Regions from separate parts of the Sus scrofa genome. Here region 2 is linked to region 1. Evidence: chromatin contacts called from public Hi-C data. All regions are on one chromosome and are shown on one strand. Each heading gives the region's core, a stretch centred on a gene start, on an enhancer-like site or on the middle of the called end of the contact. The rest is flanking DNA. Distances are from core to core; before and after follow the strand shown.

Region 1 (6,561 bases), core at 2,922-5,421:
GCTGCCACCACAGACTCTTACAAAGAACATACTGCATCTCCAGTGGTTCCAGAAGACTGTACCTCTTGGAAACTGCCAGAACATTTCCAAATCCCGGTCAAATTATGATTTCTCTCACCCACACAGTCACCAAATGACCCATGTGAAGAGGAATTTGCTATTCACTGCAGACAAGATCCAACACCAATAAAATGTTCTGGCCTCAGACTGTTCAAAAGAAAGCCTCTGTTTGAAAATCTAAAACAAAAATAATAGTAAATTTGACAGCTGTCAGCAAGTCATAGGTAAACGGCCAACACAGGTCTTTTGTCTTTTGCCTTCCTCTTAAAGCAAGACATGATTTCTGCCCACTACAGAGCTTTGGGTCACACCAGTGAGATGGCACTGGTTTTAGATTTCAGTCGAAACTGTCACTTGAAGAGCAATTTATATCACCATTCCAAAACCAGGGCTGCATACTCAAATATTCCCACTTCTCTGTTTAGAAGGGGAACTTCTAGTTTCTTTGTTTAAAGACATGTTAAAATGATTGTTAAAAAAAATGGCAATTTAGCCCTTGAATCATTGATTCTGTTTTCTCCGTCCATGTTGAAAAAAGATATATTCAATGATTAATATAATGCAGATTTATCACAAGGTTCTGATTTTGTTTGGAAATTCCCAGGCCAGGGCTTGAACCTGAGCCACAGCGCCAACAACTCCAAAACAGTAATGGCCAGGCCACCAAGCTTCTGTAAGCACACAGGGTCTTTGAGAGCTTGAGAGCTGCCTATAATTCAACTCCTTTTAGGTACTTTAGATCTATGAACTGAAGTTGGGCACTTGCCATCAGCCTCTCCATGGAGTAGAACACGAGCCACTGCAGCTGCCGACCCGCAGCGCCCCCTGAGCCAGTCTCAGGGTGGGGACCCGGAAGGAGGCTCTCTGTGCTCTGGGGAAACTGAAAGAACAGGTCTTCAGAGAGTCAGATATTTTCAAGAGAAGATTTTATGAGCCCGATTCTTGCATCACCTCCTATCTAGAAAAACACGAAAACCATCAATGATGACTGATGCTTTTGACTCGTACGTAGTCACCTCCATGCCAGCAGCAAACTTCTGCAAAATGTGTGTGCCTGGCTGCAGGCACCTCCCCCTTCACCTTTATGACTTCAATCTTGATTTTCCCCTTTCCTCTTTGGGGAAGTATTTCCAAGCTATCTGAGGTGCTGCCTCCTGGGCTGTGGTGCGTGGGCAAAACAAAAGATGTCACGGTCACCTGGCGAACAGCCACTCCCAAGGATGGGCCAGGGAGCCCTGAGGGAACTCGGGAAAGCATATCAAAGGAGTGATTCCAATAAGCCCAGACTTTTGTGTCTTCCCAGAGAAACAGTTTTCTATAAATCTTCTTCTGCAACTCCAGGTATCTGTAAATCTTTTGTTCCTACTATCTCCCCGTTGTTGCAAAAATTCCTATATCCTAGCTCCCCCCGCGCCTCCTGGGAGCAGTTTCTCAGGGCTACCTGAGATGCTGTCTCCCGGGCTTAAGTCCTAATTTCACCCCAAATAACACTTAACTCTCAGAGTTCCCGTCGTGGCTCAGCGGTTAACGAACCCAACTGGCATCCATGACGATGCGGGTTTGATACCTGGCCTCACTCAGTGGATTAAGGATCCGTTGTTGCCGTGAGCTGCGACTTGGTGTAGGTCACAAACAAGGCTCGGATCCAGGGTTGCTGTGGCTGTGGTATAGACCGGCCTGGGAACCTGCATATGCCACAGGTGCAGCCCTAAACAGGTAAAAAAAAAAAAAAAAAAAAAAAAAACCCACACACACAAAAAACACAAAAAACAAAATTTAACTCTCAACTTTCAGGTTGTAGTTTTTTTTTTAGTCCACAGATCTTTTCCATTTACTCTTGTATTTTGAACTTTTACATCATTCTTCAGTTCAAGTGAACGTTGGACTTAACTGTGAACACCTTAAGCTGAGCCCAAGCTCCCGATCACTGATTATTCTCAACACACCCACCCCACCTGGTGTCCAAGGCTGAGCTAATTCTCCTTCCACACTAGTTTAGCAGAAGAGAAACCTCACAGATGTGAAATGACGTTCAGGTTTCATAATGAGCCTGACAGAAGCCGATTCCGAATCTCCTTTGAGTCTAACCTCACTCTGGTCCCCCACCTAGAGGGAGAGGCTGGTTAACCATCTGCAGCCCAGACCCTATTCCAGCTGCCTGGGCATCTGTTATGCTGCCTTGCAGTGCCAGTTAGGGCCATGCCGAGACCATCTTTAAGTTCAATGCGCTTTTAGGCATTTAAAATGTGAATGCATTTTAGTCACAAACTTTTATCCACAAATCATTTCTTCCTCTTTACTTTTCTTCTCTCCTTTTCAGCGCTGCCTAAGGCACATAGAAGGGGTCAACGTGGAGCTGCAGCTGAGGCTTACATCACAGCCACAGCAACGCTGGCTCAGAGCTGCATCCGTGGCCTATGCTGCAGCTTGCGGCAGTGCTGGATTCTTCAGCCACTGATCGAGGCCAGGGATCGAACCCACATCCTCAAGGACACTATGTCAGGTTCTTAACCTCCTGAGCCACAATGGAAACTCCAATTAAGCATTTCTTACTCTGTATTTTTAATATCTTTTAATTTTTTTAATTTCCCCAATACATTTTTTTTTCTACTGTATAGCATGGTGACTGAGTTACACATACATGTACACATTCTATTTTCTCACATTATCAGGCTCCATCCTAAGTGACTAGACATAGTTCCCAGGGCTACACAGCAGGATCTCATTGCTCATCCATTCCAAAGGCAACAGTCTGCATCAATTAACCCCAAGCTCCCCAACCACCCCCCTCCCTCCCCCTTCCCCTTGGCAACCACAAGTCTATTCTCCAAGTCCATGATTTTCTTTGCTGTGCTTAATACCTTTTAAAATACTAATTTGTGGAGTTCCTGTTGTGGCTCGGCCGAAACAAATCTGACTAACATCCATGAGGATGCAGGTTCAATCCCTGGCTTTGCTCAGTGGGTTGGGGATCCTGTGTTACCATGGGCTGTGATGTAGGCTGCAGACACGGCTAAGATCTGATGTTGCTGTGGCTGTGGGCATAGGGCGGTGACTGCAGCTCAGATTTGACCCCTAGCCTGGGAATCTCCATGTGCCCATGGGTGTGCCCCTAAAAAAAGACCCTCCCCCAAATTAAAATACTAATTTGTAAATGATATAGGACAACTGTTCTAATAAGTTTATGTACATTATAAAATGTAAATGTTGAAGTATGAGATTAAAAAAAAGTATAAATAGAATTCCTAAATTTCCTTTTAGCAGCCCAGGGGGTCAGCTCACAAAGCATGTGCACACACACACAAACACACATGCCATCCGGTGTACACACTTTTTAAAACCTTCCAATCCAGTTCATTCTGGAACCTGGGTCTGTAGAATCAGCACTGTGACCTGGCCACCAAGGAGCTGGGATGCCAGGAGCCACGGGAAGGGTGAACTATTTCCCTTTATACCTACCCTGCCGTAGACACAATCTATGAGACTATGGGTGAGAAAAGAGTATTGCCTGCATGATTGTGTTACTGCATTTTTAAGACACCAAAGCATATTGTATCCTGCCCACAAATTGCTTTATAAATGATGCAATTTATATGATTTTTAGTTGACGGTATAGGTTCTTATTTCAGTATCTCTAAACCCAAACTATTGCAAGAGGAATGTATAGAGGAAAACTGCCTTCATTAGTAAGCGAGAATATCCATCACAGTCACTTTACAGAAAATGGGTAAGGACAGATATTGGACAAAAACTAGAAATGCCACATTAGCCCTTTTCAAAGCTGATCCTCAGCCACGGGCAGAGGTCGTTCCCCTTTAGGCCAGACGGTGGCGCGCGAGGCAAATGGTGCTTCTAAACTGGCATCCTGAAGGTGCGGACTTGAGATGGTGAGAAACGTCTCGATGGGGCGAAAGGGAGAAGCATCTGGAAGCCATGCTGGGTGAGCCTCCGCTGCTGCGAAGACAGGACTCTGCAAAAAGGAGAATAAAAGGGCCCACGTTGAGTGGGCGCTTCAGAGGGAGACCTGGCAATTGGATACAAGGAGACGCCAGAGCAGCCAGGACCTAGCCCAGCGGCTGGGGCAGCGGCGGGAAAAGAAACCGCTTGCATGAAAACGACTGCCCCTTGGCGGCAGGAATGCCAGGCCCTGACTTGGGAGTAAGAGGCTTGGCTTGCTTCTGGCCCAGCGTGCGGCCTGGGGCCCGCTGTGCAGTAAAAGCCAGGAACAAAAGCCGGAGAGAGCGTCATTAGAATTCAGTATTTTAGCATTAACCCCCATTTCTGCCTTTCAAGTGTAATGAGAGGCCTTTTCAAATGAATGTGTGTGCCTTTCATATGCAAATGAACTCAAGGGGATAATTTTTCCTGTGACTTATTACCTTACATAATTATGATTGTCTTTTGCAAGTAAAAAAAATCTGTCTTTCTGATCACTGTTGAAATACAGTTAATTCTCGTCTCTATTTAAATAAACCTGAAAAAAGAGCCACATAGGCAGAAGCGCTTTTAAAAAAAAAAATTTTGGCCACCCCGTGGCATATGAAGTTACTGGGCCAGGGATCAGATCCCAGCCGTAGTTGTGATCTATGCAGCTGGCGAATGTTCAATTTAAGGAAGGAAGTGCTCCTAAAAGCTAGGATTGTACATTTAGCTTAAGTCTGCATATTTTTCAAGAAAAGACTTCTAAAATGGAATGTTGCCCAAACCTGGAATTTTCTCAATAAACAAAGCATTTTCTGCATCCCTGCCCTTTATAAGAATAAACTAAACTATCCGGAGATGTGTACATTTGGATTCCTTTCCAATTTCTGAATAACCTCTAATTGATGTCATAATTATAAAAACTTCTTTCAATTCTTAGAAAACCTAGGGAAGGGCAAAGAGGCCTGTGGCTCACAGTGATGCAATAAGCAAGAATAATGATAAAAAAAAAAAAAAAAAAAGAATGAAAAAAAAGGCCAGCATCCTCCAGGGCAATAACCACTCTTGAGGAGGCTGAGCCACGATACAAATTGAGCGGAATAGCCCGCACCTCTTCCAGAAACTCGCAAGTTCAAGACAGATTTTGCAGTCAGAAAAGAGAGCCAGATCCTCTATCATTTCCTAATTTTCTATTTCACTTTGTCCCTTGTTCCTTAAAAATTTTCTCTAACTTCTTTTTCCAACCCACAGGGGCCCTCCATTCCAGGAGGAGCTGGGTTCTGTAAGAAGGAAAAACCAAGACCTTTTTTCCAGGAAACACCCTTGGAATGTCTGTGCCCTTGGATTCTCCTCCCAAACTCAACTCTCCTGTGGCCCCCCAAGGGTGCATCCAGATGTGGGGTTGTTATCTATTGTTGTGCAGTTTGGAGAAGGAGGCAGAGACATGGAAGGAAAGCCTGCTGCTCAAATGTGTTCACGTCTGGGAAGGACAGGATCTTGGTTGGTTGGAAAAAAAAAAAAAAAAAGACTTATTTGAAAACAATGTAGTCATTTTCTCAAAGTTATACCATGATCCAATTTAAAATAGGGTGGGAAGCAACCTGCTGATATCCTGATCCAGCTCTAAATTAGCGTTCAGAAAACCAAATGCCTAAATTGTTCGTTACATGAAAGCCTGTCTAAACTTTGGCCACTAGGTTCAGAAAAGGTATCAGTTTACCAAAATTTGCTTGACCTATTTTCTTCCAGATAAAGAAGGGAAGGGAAGCAGCAATCATGTGCCTGATTAAATACCTAGAATAAAACCCCCCATGAAAAGACCATGTAGAGGAGTTCCCCCTGTGGCAGAGTGGGTTAAAAATCTGACCACAGCAGCTTGGATCACTGTGGAGGCGGGGCTTTGATCCCCGGCCCAGAGCAGCAAGTTAAAGGATCTAGCATTTGCCACAGCTGCGGCGTAGGTCACAGCTGAGGCTCGGATTCAATTCCTGGCCCAAGAACTCTCGTATGTGGTGGGTGCGGCCATAAAAAAAAAAAAATGTATTTCTTTCTATCTATCTATCTATCTTTCTATCTATCTATCTATCTATCTATCTATCATCTATCTCCCTATCTGTCTGTCTGTCTGTTTATCTGTCTATATAAAGACCATGTATATTAACCAGCTGGGAATACAATTTCTGCAAGTAGATTTCCTGGGATCAAATCCCATCACTGCAGATTATTAGAGGGGTGACCGAGGGCAGGTCATCTAACCTCTTCAGTGCCTCAGTTTTTGCATCGCTTAAATCAAAGTAACGGTCACTCTCCAGGAGGCGTCAAGCTGCAGGTTAATACATGTAAAGCACTTGGGACAGATTCTGGGCCAAGAACATGTGCTCAATGTCTATTACTCCATTACCGTGTCTCATACCTCATCACATTCCTCCCAAGACGGGGATAAAAAAGCTTCATCCCCACCATGTTTCGACACTCCCGTGTCTAATACATTGTGTTCTGAAAGGTTTTTAAAAATGCTCGTTACTTCACTAACAGGATAAAACAGCTCTATAGTCAAGAGATAATTCCAAATAATAAAGG
Region 2 (6,179 bases), core at 428-2,927, 320 kb after region 1:
ATCCCTGGCTTCACTCAGTGGGTTAAGGATCCAGCATTGTCATGAGCTGTGGGGTAGGTTGCAGACGTGGCTCAGATCTGACGTTACTGTGGCTGCAGCACAGGCTGGCAGCTGCAGCTCCAATTAGACCCCTAGCCGGGGAACATCCATATGCCACAGGTGCAGCCCTAAAAAGCAAAGAAAAAAAGAGAGAGAAATAATGCCATTTGCAGCAACATAGATGGACCTAGAGATTATCATACTAAGTGAAGTAAGTCAGATGAAAAAGACAAATATAATATTGCTTGCAGATGAGATCTAAAAAAAACAATACAAATGAACTTATTTTTAAAACAAAAATAGACCCACAGACATAGAAAACAAACTTATAGTTACCAAAGGGGAAAGCAAGAGAGAGGCAAATTAGGAGTTTGGGATCAAAATATACACACTACCATATACAACAGATAACCAACAAGGACCTACCTACAGCACTGGGAACTTCACTCAGTATTTTGTAACGACCTATAACAGAAGAGACTATAAGAAAAAAATATATACCCGTATATGTGTGCATGTTTGTGTGCGGGTGTGTGTATAATCAATTCACTTTCGTGCATTTGAAACTAACACAACATTGTAAGTCAACTGTATTTCAATAAAAACCTTTGTTTAAAGAATCAATATCAAGGCAAAAAAAAAGAGAACTTCTGATTGTGAACTTCAGTTCAGATCAGAGAACTTCTGATCTGAAGCCCTGGGATGTGCCCTGACATAAGCAGCTGACTTGAATTTGAGGAAAGCTGGGCCACCCTCTGGCTGGGTTGGTTTTGAAGACGAAAGGCTGACGAATCGATTGATGAGTTCCTCAATGCCTTCTCTACCATCTTCCCTGAGATTCATCAGGGGGCTGGAAGGGGTGCCCACACTCAGAAACTCATTCATCCAACAAGCATTCACTGAGTGCTTATTGAATACAGGCACCATGCTACATCTTGGTATTCCAAGCCGTGCATTCCAGGAGGTTTGGGCAACTTGGTTTGGATGCTTCCAGTAACGAGGAGCTCATGACCTGTACAGAGCAGCCTATCTGATGGCTGGACAGCACTGCGCTTCCTCAGAAATACCAAACCTCCCCAGCATGATCCCCCACCTGCCAAACCAGTCAAATACCAGTAGGTACCCCCACCACATACAGGTACACAGAGAATAGGCAATGAAGGAGTTCCATGGTGGCCTTGCAGTTAAGGACCCAGTGTTGTCACTGCTGTGGCTCTGATTGCTGCTGTGGCTCAGGTTCCATCCCTGGCCTGGGAACTTCCACATGCCATGGGCGTGCCCCCACCAAAAAAAGAATAGGCAAGGAAACTGCCGACAAACAAAAGCACAGTGACTACAGCCTTTATCAGACCTGGTGTTAAAAGCAAAATCAAGTTCACATCCCATGACTTCCTGGAAAGTCCCCTAAGGCCGGCAAAGTTGAGGACTGAATTCTAAGGCTCTGTTTCCCATGAAGAGAGGGCCCTCCTTCCAAGGGCATTATCAGGGCTCTTCCCTTAAACCTTTGTCTCCAAAAAAGGCAAAGGGAGTCTGGGCAGTGCAGTGATGAAAACCCCCAGCCTGGGGCCAGGCAGGTCTGGGCTGGAGAGGCTGCCCTTTCCCCTACTTACTGCTGGATCTGGACGTGCGGTGCGTCAGTGAGCTGGAGGCAGGGCTTCCTGGTCTGTCAAGCTGGGCGGTGATCTAGAGTGGCCCGACTGAGCCACACCATCTGCAGTGGCCATGAGGCTAGGCGCCCGCAGTCAATCAAAAGTCTCCCAGCCACCGTGCCCCCTGCCCCTGCCTCTCACCCAGGCCAGGGCGAGGTAGGGCAGACCCCGCGGAGACCAGAGCAGCCGTAGGGGCAAGGGATCAGGCTGATGGCCTGAGGTTAAAAGGGAAAAAATTAGTCTGATGGAAACAAAGGCAGACAGAGGTCAAGGCCAGAAGGAAAGAGGAGGTGCCCCAATGCAGAAAACACTAGAAGCAGGCCACCCCGCCGCACCCCACCCCAGGAATTCCTTGGTTGCATCCCAAGCCTCAATGCATCCTGCCCACGCCTGCAAAGTCCCGTTCTCCAGCAGCATCTGTACAAGATCTCAACCCACCAGCAAGTCATGAAATCAACTGAGACAGTCACAGCCAACAACCAATAAAAATGGCACAAGAATGGAATAGGAATAGAATATGTCAGGGAGTTCCCATGGTGGCTCAGTGGGTTAAGAACCTGACAAGTATCCAAGAGCATGCAGGTTCGATCCCTGGCCTCGCTCAGTGGGTTAAGGATCTGGCATTGCCATGAGCTGCAGTGTAGGTCGCAGATGCAACTCAGACCCCGCATTGCTGTGGCTGTGGCTTTGGTTGGCAGCTGCAGTTCCGATTCAACCCCTAGCCTGGGGGTTTCCAAATGCCGCGGGGGAGGCCATAAGAAGCAAAAAAAGAAAGAAAGAAAGAAAGAAAGGAATATGTCAGAATGTATAGCCTATGTAGGGTGAGTGTATTGTGTTAAAATGATTCAGCCACACATACATGTGTACACACACACCTGCATGGATACATACACGGCTACAGGCATTTGCACCTAGACTGGAACCAAAAATGTTAGCGTGCGTGTGGATATTAAAGGTTTAAGTATCCTTTGGAGAAATCTCCCCAGTTACACTCACATGCATGCACATACACACACACACACACACACACACACACACACACACACACATACATATGCACGTACGCATACACATATTTTGCTAAACTTCTCTCAGTGACATTCAGCTGGAAGCCCCCCTCTAAGGCATCTTTTAGGAACTCCTGAAGCCAGTGAGAGGAAAGGCAGAGGGTTCAATTCCATGACCCCATCGTGTCGCCTGGGGACGGTGGCCAGGACAGCAGAAGCAGAAGAGTCCATCAACAAGCATTTTATGTAAAGAGAGCAGTGAGATGTCCATGCATTTCCTGAAGACACAGATACATAAAATCAATTCCAACGGCAACAGTCAAATTCCACCATCGATTGAAAAATGAGGAAAGGGGCTCTAATAGTTACAGGCCAGGGCCGCTCTGCGTCTTTCCTCTCCAAGAGGCACGAGGGACAAGGGCAATTTGTACCCCAAAAAGACCTGCACTTTCAGGAACCCAGGATTCATCTGCTCAGGAAGCAAAAATTAGAATATTGACTTTTCCGGCTTTCAGCACCAGCTAACAGCCCTAGTGGGTGGGGATGGGGGGGATAGAAACTGCAACCAATCCCTGACATGTCAGCCCGCAGAATAGCATCCTGATTTCACAACACTTACCTAGAGCTCCCACAGCTTGTGGGTTTGTAAAAAAAATTTTACAAGTAGCCTATTGTTACAGAAAATTCCCATGCCCCAGAATCCCCAGCAGGTGCCTGGGAAGTCCATGATGAGGCGGGGTCCATGAGGGTGACGCCCAGGGCTTCCTCTCAGCCGTCCATCCATCATGCTGGGGTTCTTGAGGTTTGGGCTTTATGCCTTTCATTTTTCTACAGGTGCTCAATTTTTTTTTTCTTTTTATTTTTTCTTTTTGCTGTCACATGCAGTGGCTTGATGTGGGATCTCAATTCCCAGACCAGGGATTGAACCCAGGCCGCAGTGGTGAAATCGAGTCCCAATCACTAGACCACCAGGGAACTCCCTTGAGGCATTCCATTTTAAAGTGGGTCACAAAGGGTGGGCATCCTTTTCGGTTAATTGTAAGAAAATCAAAATCCTGGGAGTTCCCATTGTGGCACAGTGGGATAGAACCTAACCACAGCAGCTAGGGCCACTGCAGAGGCTTGGGTTCAATCCCTGGCCTGGAGTGCAGTGGGTTAGAGGATCTGGTGATACCACAGCTGCAGCGTAGGTTGAAGCTGTGGCATAGGTGGAAGCTGCAGCTCAGATTCAATCCTTTTTTTTTTTTTTTTTTTGCAGTTTTTCAAAATTTATCTTATTGAGATATAGCTGCTTTTCAGATTCAGTCCTTGAACCAGGAACTTCCATATGCCGGGAGTACAGCCAGAAAGGAAGGAAGGAAGGAAGGAAGGAAGGAAGGAAGGAAGAAAGAAGGAAAGAAAGAAAGAAAGAAAGAAGGAAAGAAAGAAAGAAAGAAAGAAAGAAAGAAAGAAAGAAAGAAAGAAAGAAAGAAAGAAAGAAAGAAAGAAAGAAAGAAAGAGAAAGAAGAAGAAAGGAAAGAAGGAAGGAGGGAGGAAGAAAGAAAATCAAAATCCCGGAGTCCTGTTGTGGCTCAGTGGTTAACAAATCTGACTAGGAATCATGAGGTTTTAGGTTCAATCCCTGGCCTCACTCAGGGGTTAAGGATCCAGCGTTGCCGTGAGCTGTGGGGTAGGTCGCAGACGTGGCTCGGATCCCACGTTGCTGTGGCTCTGGTGTAGGCCGGCGGCTACAGCTCCAATTAGACCCCTGACCTGGGAACCTCCATATGCCACAGGTGCAGCCCTAGAAAAGACAGAAAAAAAAAAAAATCCCACAGGGCCCCTTCCCTTTGAAGCTCAGCCTTTGCAGCCTCACACCCTCTTCACCACCCTCCTCCTTTCGTGGGCAATGCTACCCAAGGGTATAAGTAGCTAATACTTGCTGGGCACCCAACAGGGTGCCAACTTATCCCCCACTTGCTTGGAACTGTTAAGATTTTAACCCTAGCATCCAGGGAATCTCAGGCCCTTCAGGAAATCCCAGGAAAATGGGACAACTCGTCACCCTGACCACGCGCCGTGTGCTCTAAGTATTCCCCAAATATCATCTTCTTTGACCTGACCACCCACAGGGCAGCCCCTGCTCTCACCTCCTCTTTTCAGGTGTGGAACCGAGACTTAGGAGGTGATGGCACAAGAAGAAATGACAATTACAGAATGTGATGGAGCTGTTAGCTAATGCTTCCATGGGGATCGTATGGCAACACAGATGTATCAGATCTACCTGTGGTATACCTTAGTCTCACGCAATACATCAACGATAGCTCAGTGTTTAAAAAAGAGGTGTCTGGATCAGAGCCCGGAGTTGGGATTCTGACCTCAAGCTCTACTGCAGTTCTCCCACTCGGGTGCTTCCAGTCCTGGGACGGCGCTCCAGCCCCAGAGCTCCAGGGGGAGGGCAGGGGTCTTGATGGAGCACTTTTTATCATCACCTTATACAACACCACGCTCATAACAGAAGCTCCCCCTCACGCCTGCAATCAAAGGGATTTGTGTCGCAAGACATGTTTCTTTGAAAACTCCATCTTGTCCTTCTTTACTTTAAAAACAGTCACGGTGCTGGTAAATGACTTAAGCTTAAGAAGAGCTTAACCTTTCACCAGCTAAGTGGCTTTTAAAATAGTAAAAGAACTTAAACAATAGTAAACAAACCCTATATCATCCACCCATAGCCACTCCTCACTGGATCTCATCTAAAGAGCACAATAAAAGCAGTGTGGTTTCTGGAGGCAGGGCTCTTGGTCCCTGAGACCTTGCGTCCCCCGGTTCCCACCTTTACTTAAGATAAATGTCTCTGTGTCTCGTTTTTTTGTTTGTTTGTTTTTTGGGTTTTTTTGCTATTTCTTTGGGCCGCTCCTGCGGCATATGGAGGTTCCCAGGCTAGGGGTCGAATTGGAGCTGTAGCTGACGGCCTGCGCCAGAGCCACAGCAACGCGGGATCCGAGCCACGTCTGCGACCTACACCACAGCTCACAGCAATGCCGGATCCTTAACCCACTGAGCAAGGGCAGGGACCGAACCCGCAACCTCATGGTTCCTAGTCGGATTCGTTAACCACTGCGCCACGACAGGAACTCGTCTCGTTTTATGTTAACTTTTTTCCTTAAGTTCCACACCACCCGTTCTTCAGCCCCATCCTGCTGAGCTGGCCTCGGCAGATTTGTTCCTTCCAGAAATATTTATTAAGGATGATTTTGTATCAGGCTGGGAAAACAGTGGGGAAGGAAGGGATGGCGGGAGGAAGGGAAGGAGGGAAGGGGGAGAAATGCACAGCACGGTTGAAGGAAGCCAGGCAGACATTCCTGGTATTAAACACTGATTCGAAGGGTCCTAATCAGGAGTTTCCATGGACAGAACGTAGGGCAGGGGGGTCTTTGAAATTGCACAGGAAAAATGTTATTCACATTTTCACTGACCCCCAACTGAAAATCAGCATTTCCTTCCA

The links. A called contact is a pair of places that touch in the nucleus more often than the background predicts.
Region 2: a Hi-C map of liver shows a contact between it and region 1, with 7 times the contacts expected there. The contact joins two enhancer-like sites. A contact is called at or near these places in 1 of 47 Hi-C or Micro-C datasets (liver) and 2 of 2 datasets of contacts at active chromatin or transcription factors (alveolar macrophages and skeletal muscle).

The regions. Positions count from the first base shown.
Region 1 is chr13:202,371,945-202,378,505 of Sscrofa11.1, forward strand. No RefSeq gene overlaps it. Among named protein-coding and RNA genes, the nearest start is that of ETS2, 89 kb to the right of the region's middle. Within about 2 kb of position 4,172, at least 33 of the 83 cell types and tissues checked have an H3K27ac peak or open chromatin away from gene starts, as enhancers often do. A contact at or near this core is called in alveolar macrophages, liver and skeletal muscle, where this site is marked.
Region 2 is chr13:202,693,679-202,699,857 of Sscrofa11.1, forward strand. No RefSeq gene overlaps it. Among named protein-coding and RNA genes, the nearest start is that of PSMG1, 79 kb to the right of the region's middle. Within about 2 kb of position 1,678, at least 27 of the 83 cell types and tissues checked have an H3K27ac peak or open chromatin away from gene starts, as enhancers often do. A contact at or near this core is called in alveolar macrophages, liver and skeletal muscle, where this site is marked.